2 separate regions of the Mus musculus genome follow, and region 2 is linked to region 1. Evidence: chromatin contacts called from public targeted proximity ligation data. All regions are on one chromosome and are shown on one strand. The core of a region is the stretch at or near the end of the contact, and the rest is flanking DNA. Distances in the headings are between cores, read along the strand shown.

Region 1 (5,558 bases), core at 2,266-4,765:
TCACTTGCTCTCCCATCTTCACCTGAGGCTACCACCTGAAAGACATATCAGTAACTTTTCTTTCTGACTTCAGACCAGTCTCCAACTCACTGCATAACTGAGGCTGTGCTTAACTTCTCATCCTCCTGCCTCCCGCCAACTCTCAAGTGTAGGCTACAGGCTTTCTCTACTACTTTGAACTCTCTTATCAGTAACTTTTAACAAACTTCCTATTAAGTATAGGATCCCAGCACATGGGAGTTTAGGATTACCCTCAGCAATGGAGATCTAGAACACAAATCTCGCAGCAACTAGCAAGAGCCAAACTGGGTGATTATAGGAGTCTCCCCCACATACTTAAGAATCCAAAAGTGTCAGCACCTGCCTTTCCTTTGTTATGTCCACCCTGGACCTGCCAGTGTCCTAAAACGTAGGCATCAGAAGCTGGGATGACATTAGAAGCTTTACCCTAGCCTGGTGAGTACCAAGTTTAAGCCACTACCTCAAGGTAAAGGCAGACCAGAGAAGACTCCTTGAGACTTCCGGTTTGGAATACATGAAGTGACTGCATCTCAGTTTCTTCAGTAACAGATTGTCAGTAACAGACAATATTTTGTGGGTTTACTAAACAAATTAGAAAACAGCTATAAAATACTTGGGACAGGAGGCTAGAGAGAGAGCTCAGTGGTAATAGCTTCCGCAGAGTCAAGAGCTTGCCCCTTTTGCAGAGGAGCCAGGTTCAGTTCCCAGCACCTACGTAGCAGCAGCTCACAACTATCTGTAACTTCAGCTCCAGGGGATCCAATATCCTTTCTTGACTGTCCAATACCCTTTCTATTTTCTGTCTTGCCTCTGGAGACTCCTATAATCACCCAATTTGGCTCTTGCTAGTTGCTGGGAGATTTGTGTTCTAGATCTCCATTGCTGAGGATAACCTTAAACTCCCAAGTGCTGGGGTACCAAACATGCACATAGTGCACAAACACTCATGCATAAAAACAAATCTTAAAAAGCATTCATAGTGGAGTTAACTCTTTAAAAAATAATAAAATATGGGGGAAGATAAAATACCAGATACACAGTAAGACTCTAGTACTTATAATTTCAGACTGGGCTCAGTTCCAAATACATCAAACAAAAACTGGGAAACCAGTCAGGTCAGGGTTCCCACAGAGAAAGAAAAGACTTCCTATCACAAAAAGAAAAATTAAACTTCCAGTTCCAGACTGACATCTGAGAAATTCCCTTCCTGGCACAGCCTCACTTCTAGAGTAAAGGAAACACATACACACACACACACACACACAAAGCAGTCAGAACAGAAACAAGAAGAACACCGTGCACCTGGGCCTATCCCTCCGGCTATGGGAAGAGGTATTCCTGCTTGGGAGAACCACACAGTGCACAGGAGGCTTGCTGTGAATAAATCCACACAGCACCAACATCTGTATGCTGTCGGCCATAAAACCTCACCTTCATTTTGGTGGCTACAATGTCAGCCTGAGCAGGGAGGAACCACGCATTCTGGCCCTGGTAGTTGGGAGTGAGGTCCAAAATGATGTGAATGCCTAGAAAAATAACGAGTTGAGAGAACTCCTTTGGGGAAGAAGAGGAAACAAGGAACTTGAACACAGGTTACTAGGTGAACCTACATACGGTTTGCACAGAATCTGAAGGAAACCCACAAAAGCCCTCAGGTGGTTTTATACTAGAGCAGTTCCTCCTCCGCCCACACACACACACACACACAAGTTTCCATACTGAGGTTTTGGTTTCTTTCTTATTTTCCCCTCCCATGAAGTCAGGGTTCTGTGTATGTGGGCGGGCTGCCTGAGGATAAATAAGCCCCTACATCTCCTTCCCAAGTGTGGGGTTATAGGCACATGCTGCTTGTGTTGTGCTGAGGAATCAAACTCAGGTCTTCATGGATCCTAGACAAGCACTCTTACAAACTGAGCTACGTTGTCAGCCCTCTATAGTGAACTCTAAAGCAGCATTTGAATCTCTTCTATATATAGGATCTACTTTATACATTTAAAAGCCATTTATTTTATCGAGCCATGGTGACACACTTAAGTCTAGCACTCGGGACCAGGGGAGCTCTGTAAACTCTCATCCGGCCTGGTCATGGTAGTCAGGTACAGGCCAACCAATTACATGGTGAGACCCTACCTGAGAACCAAAACCAAAATAAATACATAAAAATTACGCTCACGCATGAAGCACATTTTTTAGTGTAAATCATAACATATTCCCCCTTGTGCCTGACACAAAAAAACTGAGCCAGTTAGGAGAAAAATCAGACAAAAACTCTATCCTGTTTCTGGGCCAGAATGCCAAACCCTTTCTAGTTCCTTAGAAAGACCTACTCTTTTTCTTGGCACTTTGTAGAAGGTCTTTAAAATCTTCCTGGGAGCCCAAAGTGGGATTAATCTGTTTCAGGTCGGTTTCATTGATTTCATCCTTCTGGTTCTTGTGAATTGGGCCTAACACCAGGCCCTTCACCTTCAGGGTGCTCAAGTACTCCAGATGGCTCTTCAGACCTAGGAGGAGAGGGTTGGGTTAACCAATAGGGCATGAAAAGCCTCCAGCCTCCACATTCTCTCCACCACTTCCCGACTCCCTCTGACGCGGGTTGGATCATGAGACAAAGTAGCTGACGCAAGGAGTCTCACACATTACTTCAGAAACTGGTTTGAACTGGCTCAGGGCCGCGTGGTTGGGGGAGGGGAGAGGAGAAAGATGATGTGCTGAGTCAGGCACCCTTAGGAAGAAGTAGGGGTCCGGCTAGCGTTTTTTTTTTTTTTTTTTTAAAGAAAGGGGGGGGGATTTTTGCCAGGGAGTCGTCCCAAAAAAAATAGGTTGCAGTAAAGAATCACCAGCGTTCTAGAGAAGACGAGGAGGAAGGAAAAAAGCAGCAGAATGCCCGATTAAACGAGGGATTCATGGGGGCAAGGGATGAGGGTGCACACCCTACTCACCAGCTATGCCTCCCGCATCCCGGCCTACAAAGGCCTGAAGGTCGCCGATGCGGTAGAGGGCGCCCTTGTGCCACCACCTCTGTACAGGCAGCTCACGGCAGCGCGGCGCCCGAACGATGATAACCACGGCGCCCGCCAGCATGCCCAGCCAACCGAGCCAGAAGAGCAGCAGCAGCGCCCAGCGGGTGCGCACCCAGCCAGGGCTGCCCGCTACCTTCAGTAGCTCCTCCTTGGATAAGCCGGTGAACTTGACCCCGGCCTCCGTCTCGTCCTCCGCCACCTTGATCTTCACCAGACCGTTCTTCTCCCCGGCCGCCGCCCCGTCCGCTGCATTCATGGGCTGCTTCTCCGGTTCTAGCTCGTTCAGCTCCACATCTTTCATGTCCACTTCGGTGTCCTGGCTCATGGTGCCTGCAGAAACGGTGACACGACACGGCCTGTAGTCAGTGAGGCAGCTCTAATCCTGCCTGGATCCCCGTTCAGAGAGGCGTCCCGTGGCCGTGAGGCTAGCAGAGCTTCCTAACTGCTTCTGCCGCTGGGCGGGTGTGGCGGCGGGGAAGTGACCCAGGACTCCGCCCCGGTCCGCCTCTTAAAGAGATGCAGAGAAGTCTTTTCGCACCTCCAGCCTCGCTGAATACTCCCGTCTATCCCTAACGCTTATTCCTGCAAGAGTCTGGGAAGGGGAGCTTGTGGTCAGAAACCCTTAGAATAACAAACGTGAATTTGTCTTGACCAGGTTTCAAAGCCCCTCCTCCGACCTTCCGGCCCCTTACCCTGCGAGGCCTCTTTTCTCTCCACAAGATGACACCAGTCTCCATCCACATCGTGATCCCTTCGCCCCAAGCACGGCTCAGGCTGATCTCCCCAACTTCACACAGACCTTGGCACTACATCTCACTTCTGCTTTACGTACATCTTCTCATACTCCGGACTTAGCTGAGTTCCTGGATTCTCCTCGGGGCTTACACGTACTCACCTTTCAAGACTCCTTGAATTTAATTCCTCAGGCAGCAACTATTTACTGGGCACCCACTCCAATCCTTTGCTTCATCAACTGCATAGGATCAACTCTAATCCGTTCTTCTTGATTTTAAAATTCAACTGCAGAATTGAAGTGGTCACTACCCTTATTATCTTACCCTAGTTACTAGCAAGAATGTTGGATTACTGGGAATCAGGCATCCAGAAGAGATTAATGGGGCTGTAATAAACATTCCGAAGGTATTGAGGCACCTACCCTTTTAATATACAAGCTGTTCTAACTCTTTTTTTCTTTTTTTTTTAACTATTTACTATTTTTTAACTATTTACTCACTTATTATATGTGACTACACTGTAGCTGTCTTCAGATGCACCAGAAGAACTATTTACTCACTTATTATATGTGACTACACTGTAGCTGTCTTCAGATGTACCAGAAGAGGGCGTCAGAACTCGTTACAGATGGTTGTGAGCCACCATGTGGTTCCTGGGAATTGAACTCGGGACCTTTGAAAGAGCAGTGAGTGCTCTTAACTGCTGAGCCATCTCTCCAGCCCCTGTTCTAACTCTTAACCACCTTGCAATAACTCTCAAACCCTCTAGTGTGCCGGGCTACATCAGTTGACTATGCTAGGCCCTGGAACCAGCTTAGTTCCCTCACACTTTGAAAGTTTCTCAAATTCCCCCGGCAGAGGTCCTTGGCAAGAGGAAGGGTAAATGGGGCAGACTGGGTTAGCAGCAGGGACAAGTGAAAAGTGAACATCAACTCTAGGAGGTGCCAACAATTTCAGGAACTTTGTGTTCCAATTAGGTTATTTTCAGAGAGAATCGGAAGGAAACAACAGGTCCTTTCTCCCTCTCCCCACGTAGGCCGGCAGCCAAGATTGCTATGTATTTGGAAGAAAGCAGAAGCCAAGGCCAGAACAGTAGAGAGGAAGGGATATGAAAAGTCTCATCACCTGCCACTGTCCTTTTGAATTCCCAAAGTCCTCCCCGGCCTCACTAGAGAAAAGTCTATACACCAGCTCCTAGGAAGAGGGAAGAGGCTAAGGGTCATGCTAGTGTTCATAGTTGATAAGAGTCCTACCTTGCCCTGGGCATGACAGATAAGAAAAGTCCAATGCAGAGTTTATACACAGCGTGAAAGCTCAAGGTTTGTGGACTGTGAAGCAGAAGCACTCCTTGAAAGGGTTTGATGAAATGCTCATTAGAAACATGGTGTTTCAATCAACCAAACTGAAAACAAGATGGATCAAACCAACCAGATGTTCATCTGGAGCCGGGCGTGGTGGCGCACACCTTTGATCCCAGCACTCGGGAGGCAGAGGCAGGTGGATCTCTGAGTTCGAGGCCAGCCTGGTCTACAGAGTGAGTTCCAGGACAGCCATGGCTACACAGAGAAACCCTGTCTCAAAAAACCAAACCAAAGGGCTGGTGAGATGGCTCAGTGGGTAAGAGCACCCTACTGCTCTTCTGAAGGTCCGGAGTTCAAATCCCAGCAACCACATGGTGGCTCACAACCATCCATTAACGAGAGCGTCTGAAGACAGCTACAGTGTACTTACATATAATGAATAAATAAATCTTTAAAAAAAAAAAGACCAAAAAGAGAAAAAA
Region 2 (4,856 bases), core at 1,636-4,135, 330 kb after region 1:
GGTGGCTTCTCTGGTGTTTTTGTGCATACCCACAGTATACATTTGAGAAATGTTAATCCACAAGATGGGGTTGAGTCACTCTATAATCATCTTTATCCTTATCATTAGAACACGGTACAACCTTCATCCCTGGACTGCAATGACCAGAATAAACCCAAGGAAGCTATCAACAAAGCTGGGGCAGCATCAGACTCCACCCCAGATGCAGGTGAGTGAAGTGGTGGGGACTGAAAACATGACAGCCTTCATTAGAGAAGGAGTGTATGCAGAGATAAGGCTCAGGAAAGCACCGGCAGGTGTGCTGACTTCCTGCGCTGTGGATATGGAATCCCTGGCCTGCTGGACCCAGAAATTCAAAACCTTCTCTCCTACCTCTTTTAAAAAATATTTTTATTATTTTTAATTATGTGTGTGTGTGTGTCTGATGTCTGTATGAGTATGTACATTTGAGCACAAGTGCTGGTGGAGGTCATAGGCGAGAGGCGTAAGTGCCCTGGAGCTGGCATGATAGGTAGTTCTGTCCTCAGCAGGAGCTGCAAATTCTTTTAACTGAGCCATCTCTCCAGCCCCCATGTTTTTGTTTTTGTTATTTTTGATTCAAGGTCTTCCTCTGTACTTTAGACCACCCCTAGACTCACAGTAACTTGAAATCTTCCTGCCTTATTTTCCCAAGTGCTGGGTCTACAGATTGGGGTCACTATGTCTTAGTTACCCTTCCATCTCATACGAGCAGAGAGAGTGGTTTTCATCTATTGCTGTGAGGGGAATATGCTGATAGACCTTCTCTTGTGAGGGTCTCTTCTGTGAATAACACAGTGGGGTCTGAGCAAGGTGCAACACACATTTAATCCCAGGATTTGGGGGCAGAGGCAGGTAGACTCTGAGTCGAAGGCCAGTCTGATCTACAGGATGAGTTCTGGGCCAACCAAGGTTAAATAGAATCTGTTCAAAAACAAAACAAAACAACAACCAAAACATAAACCGAAGTGGCCATATCACATACTGAGGACAGGTTCCACGGTAGCCTCTCTTTCCCCATAAGCTCACAAATGTAATAATTCCTCCACAGATTTGTGGATTTATCTTCAGGTTCTTTCCCTCCCTCATTATCTGGGTAACCTTGGGGGGCCTGCTGAATCCCAAGCCCATACTCCTCCAAGCACTTCTGAGGTGCCCAGCACTGGACTCCATCTCTTCCTGCTCTGACCCCCACCCTCCTGATTTCTGTGCTAATTTCTGGTAACCACACAGGTCGCCCACATCCTTGACATCTCTGGTGGCTGAGGTTTTCTTTGCTGACTGCAGTCACCTCCTGCCTTCCTGTCTTATTTTTCTTCACTGCTAGAGTAGTAGGCTCACAGAGCGTTGGTTTAAAACAAACACACATGCTCGACCAAATGGTATTACTTTATTTCTTTAAGGTCTCCAGTGGCTGGTGACTTGTAGGGTAAAGTTCATGTTCTTAGCATACAAGATGGTTTGTGATCCAGTTTCTATCTCTGTGCCCTTTGTTCCCACAGGGCATCCTTCATTCCACCTGTGCTGGAGTCTTTGCAGGTCCCCGAGCCATGATGCCAGGCCACAGATCTGGTCTTCATGATCCTTCCAATGCCCTGCCTTACTGTTTATTATTATTATTATTATTATTATTATTATTATTATTATTATTATTATTATTATTATTTATTATTATTATTATTAGCAGGACTGGGGGTTGAATGTAGGGTCTTGGAGACATGAATAAGCCCTCTGCTACTGATTTGCAACCCCAACCCTCTTTTTATTTATTTATTTTTCTTTTGAGTCAGAGTCTAATTAAGTTGTTCTGGCTGACCTGGAACTTTTAATCCTCCTGCCTCAACCTCTTCAGTAGTTAGGATTTTAGGCTTTCCTACCAGTCTATCCTCTGATTGAGTTTTTGATGATCTCTCCCTCCATTCAGGCCCACTTGAGTCTCAAAGACCCTGTTTCCCAGGATTCCTGGGCATATTAACACTAGCTCCCACACTGCTGGACTTCCACTAGACTACATGAGGCAGGGGGCTGGGGGTGGGGTGGGGCAAAGAATGCTCAGCAAACAAAATGGGCAGAAGATGGCAAGAGCTGCAGGCTGGCTACTGGGCTTTCGTGGTAGACAGTGCTCTATTGCTCGTGGGAAACCGTTTGGTTTCTTGTGTATTTGCCATCCCAACAAGGTGCTTGTTTCTTTTTTCAATTTGTTTTATTATTGTTTAAATGTCTTGAAATTTAAAGGGGGTTAGGATCAAATCTCTTTCCCAAATAACTCAAATACTGAACAAGCGTGAGATGGTTCTCTCTTCCTACCACGTAGGTCTCAGGGATCAAAGTCAGGTCCTAAGTCAGATATTAGAGGCAATCACCTTTACCCTCTGGCCTATCTCACCAGTCCCACGTGCCTTGGACTAAAGTACAGGAATGTCTCTCTCCCTTGACTGTGAATGCTTCCTTAGAATGTAGGGTCTTGTGCACATGCAACCTAGAAACTAAGTTGTGCTGGGCATGGTGATTTATGATAAGAATCCCAGTGCTGTCAAACATCACTTGACAGACAACCAGATTGTCTGATTCCAGGCACCGGGCTTACCTGGCTCTGCCATTTGCCTGCAGATCACAAGAAGGTTTTGGCATTTCTCTGAGATCTAAAAAACCAGTTTGAGTACAACAGAGCTTGCTGTTGGTCAGCAGTGGTCAGTCATTTTAGTAAAATAGCAGCAAGTCAGTCCATTCAGGTGGAGCTACCTGGGAGCCTGGTCAGTCTGTGGCTTCAAGGCTAATGGTCATTTTGAAGGTGAGATGTTGGAGTGTGGAAACTCAAATTACAGCTGAGGCAGCCATGTTCCTGCAGACCTCGTCGCCCTGTTTCAAGGGCAGCGGAGCAGCCCTGAAGCTGCCGGGCTCTAGGCCGTTTCAGCGCTGTAACATGTGCAGGCTATAATTTGTTTGCTTTTTCTTTCTGTTTGTTTATTTTTAGACGGAGGTGGGGGTCTTCCTGAGTAGCTCATGTTGGCTTGGCGCTTGTGATCCTCCTGCCTCCCCCCCTCCCCCAGTACTAGGATTACAGACAGGCATGTGCTACCACACCCAGTTCATTTTATATTTAAGTGCCTGAGTCATGCTCACACGTGAACTTGGTAAAAGCTTTAAAATAACCTTTTAAAATACCATTTTAACCTTTTTATTTTCTACTAAGAGCAATTTAACCCAGGGCTTTGAAATTTCTAGGCAAGAGTCCTACTATTGAGCTATATATCTCTCATCTTTTTTTCTTTTTCTTCCTACTCTTTCTTCTCTCTCTTTTTTTTGTTTGTTTTTTTGTTTTGTTTTTTGAGACAGGGTTTCTCTGTGTGTGTTCTTGGCTGTCCTGGAACTCACTCTGTATACCAGGCTGGCCTCAAACTCACAGAGATCCACTTACCTCTGCATCCCAAGTCCTGGTGATTAAAGGCACATACCACCACTACCTGGTTCCTTTCTTTATTCTTTTTCTTCTTACCTTTCTTTTTCTTTTTCTTTTTCTTTTTTTTTTTTTTGGTTTTTTCGAGACAGGGTTTCTCTGTGTAGCTCTGGCTGTCCTGGAACTCACTCTGTAGACCAGGCTGGCCTCGAACTCAGAAATCCACCTGCCTTTGCCTCCCAAGTGCTGGGATTAAAGGCGTGTGCCACCACGCCCGGCTTCTTTTTCTTTCTTTTTTTTTTTTTTCAAAAGTTCTCTTGGAATCCAGGCTGAGTTGATCTCAGTATGTAGCAGAGGATGACCTTGAGGCTGGCCTCAAACTTGCTGAATTTGCAAGGATGGCCTTGAACTCCCGATCCTCTGCTTCCACCTTATGAATGCTGGGATTACAGTATGAGTTGGTTGTCACACCTGGTTTATTCATCGTGGGCATTGACTTCAAGGCTCTATGCATGCTGGGCAACCACTTTACCACCCTTCTCCCAAGTCCTGTTTTTAACTTTTTACTTTGAGATAAGCTTCAACTTATATGAACTCATTCTGTAGCCCAGCTTTGAATCCTTCTGCCTTAACCTCCCAGGTAGGTAGAAGTGCAGACCAATTGTAGGTCTATGATACTAGGTCTGCTTTAACTGTTTTTCTTTTTCTTCTTCTCCTCCTCCTTCTCCTTTAAGTCTATTTATTTTATTTGAGAGAGAAGAAAGAGGAAGTGAGACAGAGGGGGGGAGAGAGAGAACTGTGCTTATGTGTGCACCTGCTTCTACATGTACTAGATACATGCCTGGTGTCCTTGGAGGCCAGAAGAGTTACACACAGCTGTGAGCTGCCTTTTGGGTTCTGAAAATTGGACTTGGGTGCTCTGGAAGAGCAGCTAGTGCTCTTAACCTCTGAGCCATCTCTCCAGCCCCTGGCTTTACCCTTTTGGGATATTCACTTCAGTGATATTAAGTACCTGCCTGTGCTTGTGGGATCCTTACCATATGCTACCTCCAGAACTCTTGCCATCTCCCTCAGCTCAAACTCTATAGTCATTAAACACCAACTCCCTATTCCCATTACCCAGCTCCTGGAAACCACCTTCCTTGGTGTGACTCTGTGAATCCCATGATTCCAAGTACCTCATATCAGTGGACTCTAAAACATCTGTTTTTTGGGGTCTGGCTTACTTGTAGTAGTGTTCTGAATGTTACAGCACATGTCAGAATATGATCTCTGTTCTATATTAATAGTAGTTTATTTCTCGTATATGCCACATTTACCTGCTTATCTGTTGATGGATATTTAGGATGCCTTTCTACCTTTTGTGAATAGTTCTGCTATGAGCACTGATGAGCAAATATCTCTTTCGTTCAAAAATTACATTTACTGATGGGCATGATCA

What was found.
Region 2: a targeted proximity ligation map of the SCID.adh cell line shows a contact between it and region 1, with 14 read pairs. A contact is called at or near these places in 1 of 39 promoter capture datasets (cranial neural crest), 5 of 130 datasets of targeted methods (the SCID.adh cell line, embryonic stem cells, intestinal villus epithelium and 2 more) and 1 of 9 other capture datasets (liver).

The regions. Positions count from the first base shown.
Region 1 is chr19:8,710,382-8,715,939 of GRCm38.p6, forward strand. It overlaps Slc3a2 (solute carrier family 3 (activators of dibasic and neutral amino acid transport), member 2), which reads right to left and starts at 3,516. Exons shown (of 9, transcript NM_008577.4): 1 at 2,961-3,516; 2 at 2,349-2,522; 3 at 1,453-1,547. The coding sequence starts at 3,366.
Region 2 is chr19:9,037,051-9,041,906 of GRCm38.p6, forward strand. It overlaps a transcript of Ahnak not described here. Among named protein-coding and RNA genes, the nearest start is that of Scgb1a1, 48 kb to the right of the region's middle.